Regions from separate parts of the Mus musculus genome. Here regions 1 and 2 are each linked to region 3. Evidence: chromatin contacts called from public HiChIP or PLAC-seq and capture Hi-C data. All regions are on one chromosome and are shown on one strand. The core of a region is the stretch at or near the end of the contact, and the rest is flanking DNA. Distances in the headings are between cores, read along the strand shown. Region 1 holds the start of Golgb1 (golgi autoantigen, golgin subfamily b, macrogolgin 1). Region 2 has its middle 22 kb from the start of Stfa3. Region 3 holds the start of Cd86 (CD86 antigen).

Region 1 (2,917 bases), core at 364-2,863, 220 kb before region 3:
ACATCTGATTCCTGAAGGGCCAAGAAATGCAATATAAACTAAGAGAAAGTGTAAGGTGAATTTGTAGAAGTAAATGGATGTTTTCTTTACTCCTTTCCCCCTGAAACAGGAGTTATGTTCCCAAGGAGGGAGACGAGGACAGGGACTGCGGTCCTAACAGGCTGAGCAGACATCAGAGCTTCCTAGGCTCATCTAGCCGTGGTCATCCCCACAGCTCTCTGGCTGACAAGCTTCAGCAGAGGATCACTGATAGAGTTACGATTCTTTTTGTTGGTAAGTGTCATCACCTCTGCTTAGCACAAGGGAGGCCCTCACACCCCTCTGGCTTAAGCCATTCTCCTCAGAAGAGCACAGAATGTGAGTCCTATCAGGTTGGATGCACCAGAGCTACTTACAGCGTCTGAGGAAGCCATCAAATTCCAGTCAGTGTAATCTCCTGATAATTCATGCAAAACATTATTTGCTAACCCCGATAATCGGCTCAGCATCTCTGCTGGTGAAACAGAAGAGAAAACGCAAGGATCAGTAGAGGCGGACACAGGCTGCTGGAGCACGAGCAGAGCAGGCAGGTGCTGCTAGACGCTGGTACCTGTGTCATCTATGTGAAACAAGGCAACGGTGACCGTGGGACACACTGACAGCAGTGTGCACGGTGCAGACGCACCCTGTCCTGTGTAGGTACCATATATAAGCCCTGTCACTTGGGTCACTGTGAGGAATAAGATGCAAGAAGATAATTCTTAACTACAGGGACATAATGGGCAAGTATGTCTTAAAGGCTGTCTTTAATGCCCTGCCTTTCATCATAGTTAAGCAAAAATCTTAGGTTTTCCTTTGTCCAGACTTATCCTTTTCTGATTTTTCAACTAAATGCCAAGATTCAGGGAAATTTCCCTTCCATGTGTCCTTTCATGTGGATTTCCTGGCAAACCATGTGATTTCAGTGAAGTTGCTGCTCAGAATAGACTAAAGTTTTATGTTAGTGAGTGGCTGAAAGCAGTGCCCCATGCTTGTTCTGCAAGGAATTAGAAAAAGGAAACAAAAAGCAACAAAAGCAGAAAAAAAGGAAAGAAGCCTTAGAGCAGGAGGATTGAACAATTCCAAGTTTCCATCACTTCCAGAAGACAGGAGGTGGCACTTTGCATCTCATTTCACAAGCTTAGCAATACAGTAAAGTGAAAAAAGATGACATTACGGACAAGACAAGTTACTATAGGCCAACAGTCCACGTGATCATAACAAAGCATGAGCCCATCAAACACAGCGATATATAAAAGGCCCCTGCTTGAAGAAATGGCAGGCTACGCAGAGAAGATGCAAGGCAAGACAGTGACAAGAAGGAAGACCTCGGAAAATATGGGTCACATGACAAGGAGCCAACCTAAAGGTGCTCTCCCTCCCTTGCTCTCCCTGGGCAAGGCTAAAGATGACTCACAGTGGGGTCTTCAGAGTTGGTCAGAGGTTAAGAACGCCAGTCGCTCTTCCAGAGGGCCCAGAATTCACTTCTCAGAAACCATGTGGATGCTCACAACTGTCTGTAGCTCCAGGCCTAGGGGATCTGATGCCCTCTTCTGACCTCTTCGGGCACTGCATGCACTTGGTGTACAAACATGCTTGCAGGCAAAACATGCACACACATAAAATAAAATGGACAAATGGTGGTTAAACAATTAAATTTTAAAATTCAAAAAATAAGTTAATCAAAACCTCAGAGAGAAATGTAATTCAAATAAAAATGTATCTATTAGTTGACACTGACAAATACATATATTAAAATAAAAAAAAAAACGAATTGCCTTACACATTAATTCCAAAATATTAACATAACAATATCCCCTTTAGGAAGTAGATCTTATTTCCACCCTCCCCTGGCTGCATGCCCCTGTCAAGTATCACAACATAACAGCACTCTGATGTGATTACCTTATTTCTATAGGGTTCTTCCTGCAAATCCATAACCCAAGGTTATGAAAAACCTAAAACAGGACATTCTAAAAACACCTTTCCTATGTTCTTCAAAGTAAAGCACATAGAAAACCAAAGGCTAGGGCAAGTGAGGCCATGCTGACTAAATCCAAACTAGGATGTCAGACTGAATTCGAAACGGGAAAGGATGTCAGTGAGAAGAATGGTGAAATGTAAGTGAGCTGTCCCTGTAGCTAGTTAATGGCCCTGCACTAACACTTAGGGTTTCGAAAACCATGTAACTGCTCAGATAAAGAGACATTATAAAAACAACATACAACGATATCTCTGTATTAATCTTTATAAATTCTAAAATTTTTACTTTATGTGTATGGGCGCTTTGCTTGTGTGTAATGTCTAGTCTATGCATCTAGGTATGTGCATGCAGTGCCCACCAGGGCCAGTCTTTGGATCCCCTGGAGTTACAGGCAGTTGTGAGCTACCACAGGGGAACTGGGAACTGAACCCAGGTTCTCTCAAAGAGCAGCCAGTGCTTTTAATTACTGGTCCATTTCTCTAGCCCCTAATCTTTTTAAGTTATAAGTAAATCTGAAGTTGTACTAAAATTAATTTGCTTTTATAACTATTATGTTACACAGTGAGAGAAATGGCATTTACCAGTCCATATAATCTATAAAATAATATTATGCAGTGACAGAAAAAAATACTGACATGGAACTGATGTGTATATAACACTACAAACTACAGTGAATTTTATGTTCTTTAAGTGATATCTGGACCTTAAAAAACTCCCAAAAGGGAGAAATATGAAAAGTAATTTGCATCTTCCTGCTCAGGGTAATCATGGTTAGGGTGCCCATGGTCTTCAGCAAGGATGCTGTTTCTCGAGTGTAGCTTACACATTCACAGATGTGTGAGATGGGAGAAGCAACAGAGAAGGGTAGCACAGGACCTCCTTACTAGCGCTACAGCAGAACTAGTGAATGGAAGG
Region 2 (2,834 bases), core at 65-2,564, 190 kb after region 3:
CCTTGTGCAAGAGCTCAGGTTGAACTCTGGGACAGCAAAAGAGGAAGGAAAAACAAAAGCTCTATCATGAACCTTTGAAACAAGAAGACATGAGGTGTTTACATCGAACCTACATTGCAAACAGGATATGTCACAGGGGAAGCTTTGGGATAAATGGCAGCCCAGAGGACAATAATCCCCGCACTAAGAGGGCTGAAAGGGGATGATGTAAGTTCGAGACCAGTAGGGGCTACAGGGTAAAGCCCTGTCTCAAAAAAATGGACTGGAAAGATAGCTGCTCTTCCCGAAGACCCTCGTTCAGTTCCCAGCATTCACACGGTGGCTCAAAACCATCTGTAACTCCACTTCCAGAGGACCTGACTGCCTCTTCCAGCCTCTATGCCCCCCCCCCCCACATGATTCACAGGCATACATGCAGGCAAATACTCACACACATGAAATAAACATAAATATATTTTAAAATCCACTGTCTTTAGGTGAACAGATTACTGCTGTCCTTCAGATGTCTCCCCCTGGATGTCCAAATTTAAAGTTACCATATGATCCTTGCAATGCCTCTTTCACTAAGCCTTGGATAGAGCTCAGCTCTTCCCACCCTTTGCTGAATTCCAGTATAAAACAAGCACCTGAGAGTACCGTGTGCTAAAGAATCTCACCCTTCCTAACGCTGTGACCCTTTGATACAGTCTGTCATGCTGTGCTGACTCCCAATCACAACATTATTTTCATTGCTACGTCATAACTGCAGTTTTGCCCCTGTTGTAAATTGTAATGTAACTAAATTCCTGTGTTTTCTGATGAGCTGAGGCGACAGGTCAGTGGACCCCCAAAGGTTGAGAGAACCGCCGTGTTAAAGTCCTAGTAAGGAGCTCCTAATTACTGAGTGGCCTGCAAAATGGCTCCCAATAGTGTCCATGTCCTGGCCCGCAAAGCCTGTTATGTTAATGGCCAGTAATGAGGTTGCATGTGGAATTTAGGTTGTTAATCAGACAACCCTGAGATCAGAAGTGTGTCCTAGGTTCTTTGGGTGGGCCCAATGTTATCTCCAGAGTCCTTTCACGTAAAAGAGGGAGGCAGGGAAGCCAAAGCCAGAATTAGAGAGACTTTGAAGGTGAAAGTGGCCATAGAGCAAGGAAAGCGGAAGCCAGGAACGAGGCTGGTTTGCCGGCCTCCAGTCTGCCGGCACTATGATGTAATCAAGCAGATCTCCAGATACGTGAAATGATGCTTCCGGGTCATGTGAGGTCTGGGTCTCAGGGTCTGTGGTAACACACTACAGCAACAACAGGAAACCATGACACTTACCCTTTCAGGGTCTTGGCTTCCTACTGTGTGGGAGGAGGTTCCCCGATCTGACAGTGTATGGTCACAAGTCTTCCTGAGCCATGAAAGATTTGTTCAAACCAAAAGACTGTGGGTTCAAACCACGGCCACTTCTGAAAAACCTCACATGCTGCTGGGAACTGGCAGTCACGAAACTAAACACTGCAAAGGTAAATCAGATAAATCCAAGATGCCAACACAGTTTAAAGGGCCACTGGCAGGCCTCCTTTAGAAGAGATACACACCTACAGAGACATACAATCACCTACCCTCTGAGTGCCAGAGTTAGAGGAATGGACCACATGCTCGTGTGTGTGTGTGTGTGTGTGTGTGTGTGTGTGTGTGTGTGTGTGTGTGTGTGTGTTTAATTCCTAGTCCCCACATCTACATCTTTAAGTGCAGGGAATTTGATGCCCTTTTCTGACCTCCTCAGGCCACCACACATATGCGGTACGCATCATGCACTCAGGTGCACACACACACACACACACACACACACACATTAAATATTTTTTAAAGATTACATATTAAGGCTATGACTATTTTAGAGTGGTAGCACACTTGACTATCAAGTGTTATGCCTTGGCTTAATCTCCAGCATTGTCAATTTTCTTTTTTAAAAATAAATAAAATAAAAGGTATTTCTAGGTGACATGAATCTAAAGGGACTCAGTGTCACCAAATGTGGCTTGTTGTACTAGAAATGCAAATGCAGTCTTAAAAGGGTTTTTTTTTTGAGATTTTATATATTTTATTTTAATTTATGTATAGGGTTTTTTGCCTGTATGTGTGTCTGTGCACTGTGTGTGTATATAGTGCCCTCAGAGACTATAAGAAGGTTATAGATAGCATGTTAGAGAATTAGAGAGTTGTGAGCCGCTATGAGGGTGCTGGGAATTGAACCTGTGTCCTCTGAAAGAGCAGCCAGTGCGCTTAATGGCTGAGCCAACACTCCAGCCCATAAACAGAGTTTTATAAGAAGTTTAGGAAGTGTCGTGAATTCTCTCATGGTTTCAGAAAACTGATTGTGTGGAAGAATGGCTTTGTCCTTAAGAAATGCATGATGAACAGTTTCAGAAAGAGCTGAATAAATACTAAAATATATATCACAGAAATTAATAATTGTTTGATCTACACGGTGGTTCAGTGGTCTTTGTTGCATAGTCTGCCTGGGTGTTTGGAAATTCTACAATAAAAACTAGAGAGAAGGGAATGGAGGAGTGGCTCAGAGGTTAGGAGGTCAGAGGTTAGGAGGTCAGAGGTTAGGAGGTCAGAGGTTAGGAGGTCAGAGGTTAGGAGGTCTATGACTCTTACAGAGGACCAGGGTTTAGTTCCCATCACAAGTGTCTGGCAGGTTACAATCACCGTAACTCAAGCTCCAGGGCAGCTGACACCCTCTTCTGGCCTTCTCAGACACCCATGTGCACACACGCACACAAATGAAAATAAAATAAATCTTAAGAAAAAAAAACTGTGGAATATGAAACATATAAAATAGACTTATATGAAAA
Region 3 (2,757 bases), core at 222-2,721:
GGATGGCTGGAAGCTGGAAGCTGGAAGCCGGAAGCTAGATAGCGGCAGAGCCCTAGGATAGAGCCAAACATGACTGACAACAACAAAACAAGTCAACGAAATGATTCCTAATGATTATCGGCTATACTCATAGATTGGTGCCAAGTCCAATCACTGTGAGACATTTCCTCCAGCAGCTGATGGGAGTAGATGCAGAGGCCCACCCCCAAACGTTAGGCAAGAGCTTGGGGAACCCCTTAGAAGAGGGCGATTTTAGAAGCTAGAGGAGTCAAGGATACCAGGAGGACATAGCCCACAGCATCTACTAAACAGGGCTCATGGGGGCTCACAGAGACGTGAAGCAGCAATTCTGGAGCCTGTCTGGGTCTGTGCTAGGTGCTCTACATAAATGCTGTGCTTGTTTAGCTGGGGGTTTTTGTGGGACTCCATAGAGTGGAAGTGCACTTGTCTCTGACTCTTGTCTACTCACGGTACTTTTCCCCTTCTACTGGGTTGTCTTGTCTAGCCTCGAGATGAGGATTTGTGCCTGGTCTTATTGTGTTTTGGTATGCTATGTTCGGTTTAAATCTTGAGATTAAAAAAAACCAAAAAACAAGAAACCAATGCAGTGCCTTGAGTTCGGGCAGGATGTTCAAAAGAAACTAAGACGCCCAAGACAAGCAATGTTGTGAAATCAATAGGTGTACAGGAAAAGGGGGGAAAAAGGCAGAAACCACATATGATGGTTTCCTCGTCTGAATGAAAAGAGATGGCGTTTCGATACTGCCGGTGTTCTGGTGTTCTCCCTTATGTCTGCTGGAGGACACTGCAGGGATGTTATAGACTTCTCCTCAGCAGGGTGGAGCAGCTCTGATGGAGGGGCTCCAGCACTGCCTTGTAGAAGCCTCTTTATTGCTGTACGAGTCACTTTTAGCAAGTCAATTTCCGCATACCTAAACCCCTTATCTGATATAGTTGTCTGAAGGCAACAGTCACCTAAGCACTTCTCAGCCCTATAAGGCTTCCCATTTCGCCAGGTTATGTCTAAGGACTATGGTAGCTCTATCAAGTGGACAAAGTTGGTCAGTTGATTTCACAACATTGCTTGTCTTGGGCTTCTTGGTTTCTTTTGAACATCTTGTTGGAACTCAAGGCACTGAATGTTTTGATTTGTTTTGTTTTTACAGTTGAATTTTTAAAAATTGGTTATTTTCTTTATTTACATTTCAAATGTTATCCCCTGTCCCACCCCCCCTCCCCAAAGAAACTCCCTATCCCATCCCCCTCCCCCTGCTTCTATGCGGGTGTTCCTCCACCTACCCACCCACTCCTGCCTGCCCCCTGAATTGTTTAAAAAACAAACAAAACCCTCAAGACTGAAACCGAACTCGAATAATCTACAAAGCAAAGAAAGGGTTAAAGATATCTTCCTCAAGTCTAAGAAAAGAGGAACAACCCTTAAGAAAAAGTCAACCACCAGGGTACACAGTCATTGCTGAGGAAGAAAGAGGAGCAAGCAGACGCGTAAGAGTGGCTCCTGTAGGCAGCACGGACTTGAACAACCAGACTCCTGTAGACGTGTTCCAGAACTTACGGAAGCACCCACGATGGACCCCAGATGGTAAGTGGTCGCTTCTACTATTTGCAGTATGACTTGTGAATTATGACCTCAGCGGGAGGCTGAGACTGGAGACCACACTCTCATTTCTGTCCTTCGAGCCAGCCGCCCTAGACAGCTCTCGTGTGCAATGTGTCTATTTAATGACCCAAAGTGAGAGCGCAGAAGGGAAGGTGCTATTTATGTGAAAATGGTAACTGGCTCCCACATCAGGAAGCTCTCTCTCTCTCTCTCTCTCTCTCTCTCTCCCTCTCTCCCTCTCTCCCTCTCTCCCTCTCTCCCTCTCTCCCTCTCTCCCTCCCTCCCTTCCTTTCTTCCTTTCCCTTTTTTTTCCTACAATGACTTTTTTTTTCCTTCATGGGGGTAAGACTTATCTGAGGTACCAAAAGAAAGCAGCTGATAGTTTCCCCCCCCAAAGGTGATTGATTTGTGTTTCAGATATTAAATATCTACAGTCGTTGATTTTTAAGTCTGGATTGGGTTTTTAAATATCTGTATAAGTATGAGAAAAGAGAGGTGGCACTTTTTTTTTAAAGTTTGATATAAAAGTGAAGAAGTCAAATAGAGAAGGCAAAAGAAGAAAGGTCAAAGAAAATGCAGAGAAAAGGCACAGACAGCTCTTTCAATGCACAAGTTCCACATCCATGGACTCAGCGGGCCACCTGTGAGCAACTTCCCATTTAAGATAGAAATGCAGCTCGCCTATAGCTGTGCCTATACTGAACAGGCACAGGGCTCTTGTTGTTATTCATTTACATTGTATATGTAATTATGTATGCATTGTATGTAATCTAGGGATAATTTAAAGTACATGCAAATTATGACCTCACTTTATACTGGGAACGTGAGTACCCAAGATTTTGGAATTTGTTCAGATTCTGAGGGGTGACTGTATTCAAGAAAACAACAGCAACAATAACAACAAACTAAGACACAAATAGGCAATGGGAGTAACTCAGTTACCCAGTGTCTGTGGGATGCCTGGCATGTTGTGCACTTCGCTAATATTATTTCATTAATGTCACACTTCACAGTGGTATCCGGACAGGCAGTATCATTGTATTAATTAATAGCTGAGCAAGGCTCCCAGGCTCCTGAGGATGGAAGTGAAATCCTTTTTGTCCTCTTTGCTGTGGCAGGTTCTCAGGGCACAGGATTCC

Evidence for each region. HiChIP or PLAC-seq counts read pairs in DNA pulled down with a chosen protein or histone mark. Capture Hi-C pulls out chosen DNA fragments and counts their contacts.
Region 1: a capture Hi-C map of macrophages shows a contact between it and region 3, with 3 times the contacts expected there. The contact joins the promoter of Golgb1 here to the promoter of Cd86 in region 3. A contact is called at or near these places in 1 of 39 promoter capture datasets (pre-B cells), 3 of 115 datasets of contacts at active chromatin or transcription factors (effector CD8 T cells, memory CD8 T cells and microglia) and 1 of 9 other capture datasets (macrophages).
Region 2: a BATF HiChIP or PLAC-seq map of CD8 T cells shows a contact between it and region 3, with 18 read pairs. The contact joins the enhancer-like site here to the promoter of Cd86 in region 3. A contact is called at or near these places in 10 of 39 promoter capture datasets (cranial neural crest, embryonic stem cells, hippocampal neurons and 6 more), 5 of 484 Hi-C or Micro-C datasets (Th1 cells, bone marrow-derived macrophages, macrophages and 1 more), 7 of 115 datasets of contacts at active chromatin or transcription factors (CD8 T cells, bone marrow-derived macrophages, effector CD8 T cells and 3 more) and 6 of 9 other capture datasets (adipose tissue, bone marrow-derived macrophages, embryonic stem cells and 3 more).

The regions. Positions count from the first base shown.
Region 1 is chr16:36,883,707-36,886,623 of GRCm38.p6, reverse strand. It overlaps Golgb1 (golgi autoantigen, golgin subfamily b, macrogolgin 1), which reads right to left and starts at 1,613. Exons shown (of 22, transcript NM_030035.1): 1 at 1,436-1,613; 2 at 396-490. The coding sequence starts at 488. It overlaps 4930565N06Rik (RIKEN cDNA 4930565N06 gene), which reads left to right. Exons shown (of 3, transcript NR_040476.1): 2 at 110-273.
Region 2 is chr16:36,475,536-36,478,369 of GRCm38.p6, reverse strand. No RefSeq gene overlaps it. Among named protein-coding and RNA genes, the nearest start is that of Stfa3, 22 kb to the right of the region's middle. Within about 2 kb of position 1,314, at least 82 of the 459 cell types and tissues checked have an H3K27ac peak or open chromatin away from gene starts, as enhancers often do. A contact at or near this core is called in CD8 T cells, Th1 cells, bone marrow-derived macrophages and 2 more, where this site is marked.
Region 3 is chr16:36,664,791-36,667,547 of GRCm38.p6, reverse strand. Cd86 (CD86 antigen) reads left to right here and starts at 1,471. Exons shown (of 8, transcript NM_019388.3): 1 at 1,471-1,600. The coding sequence starts at 1,587.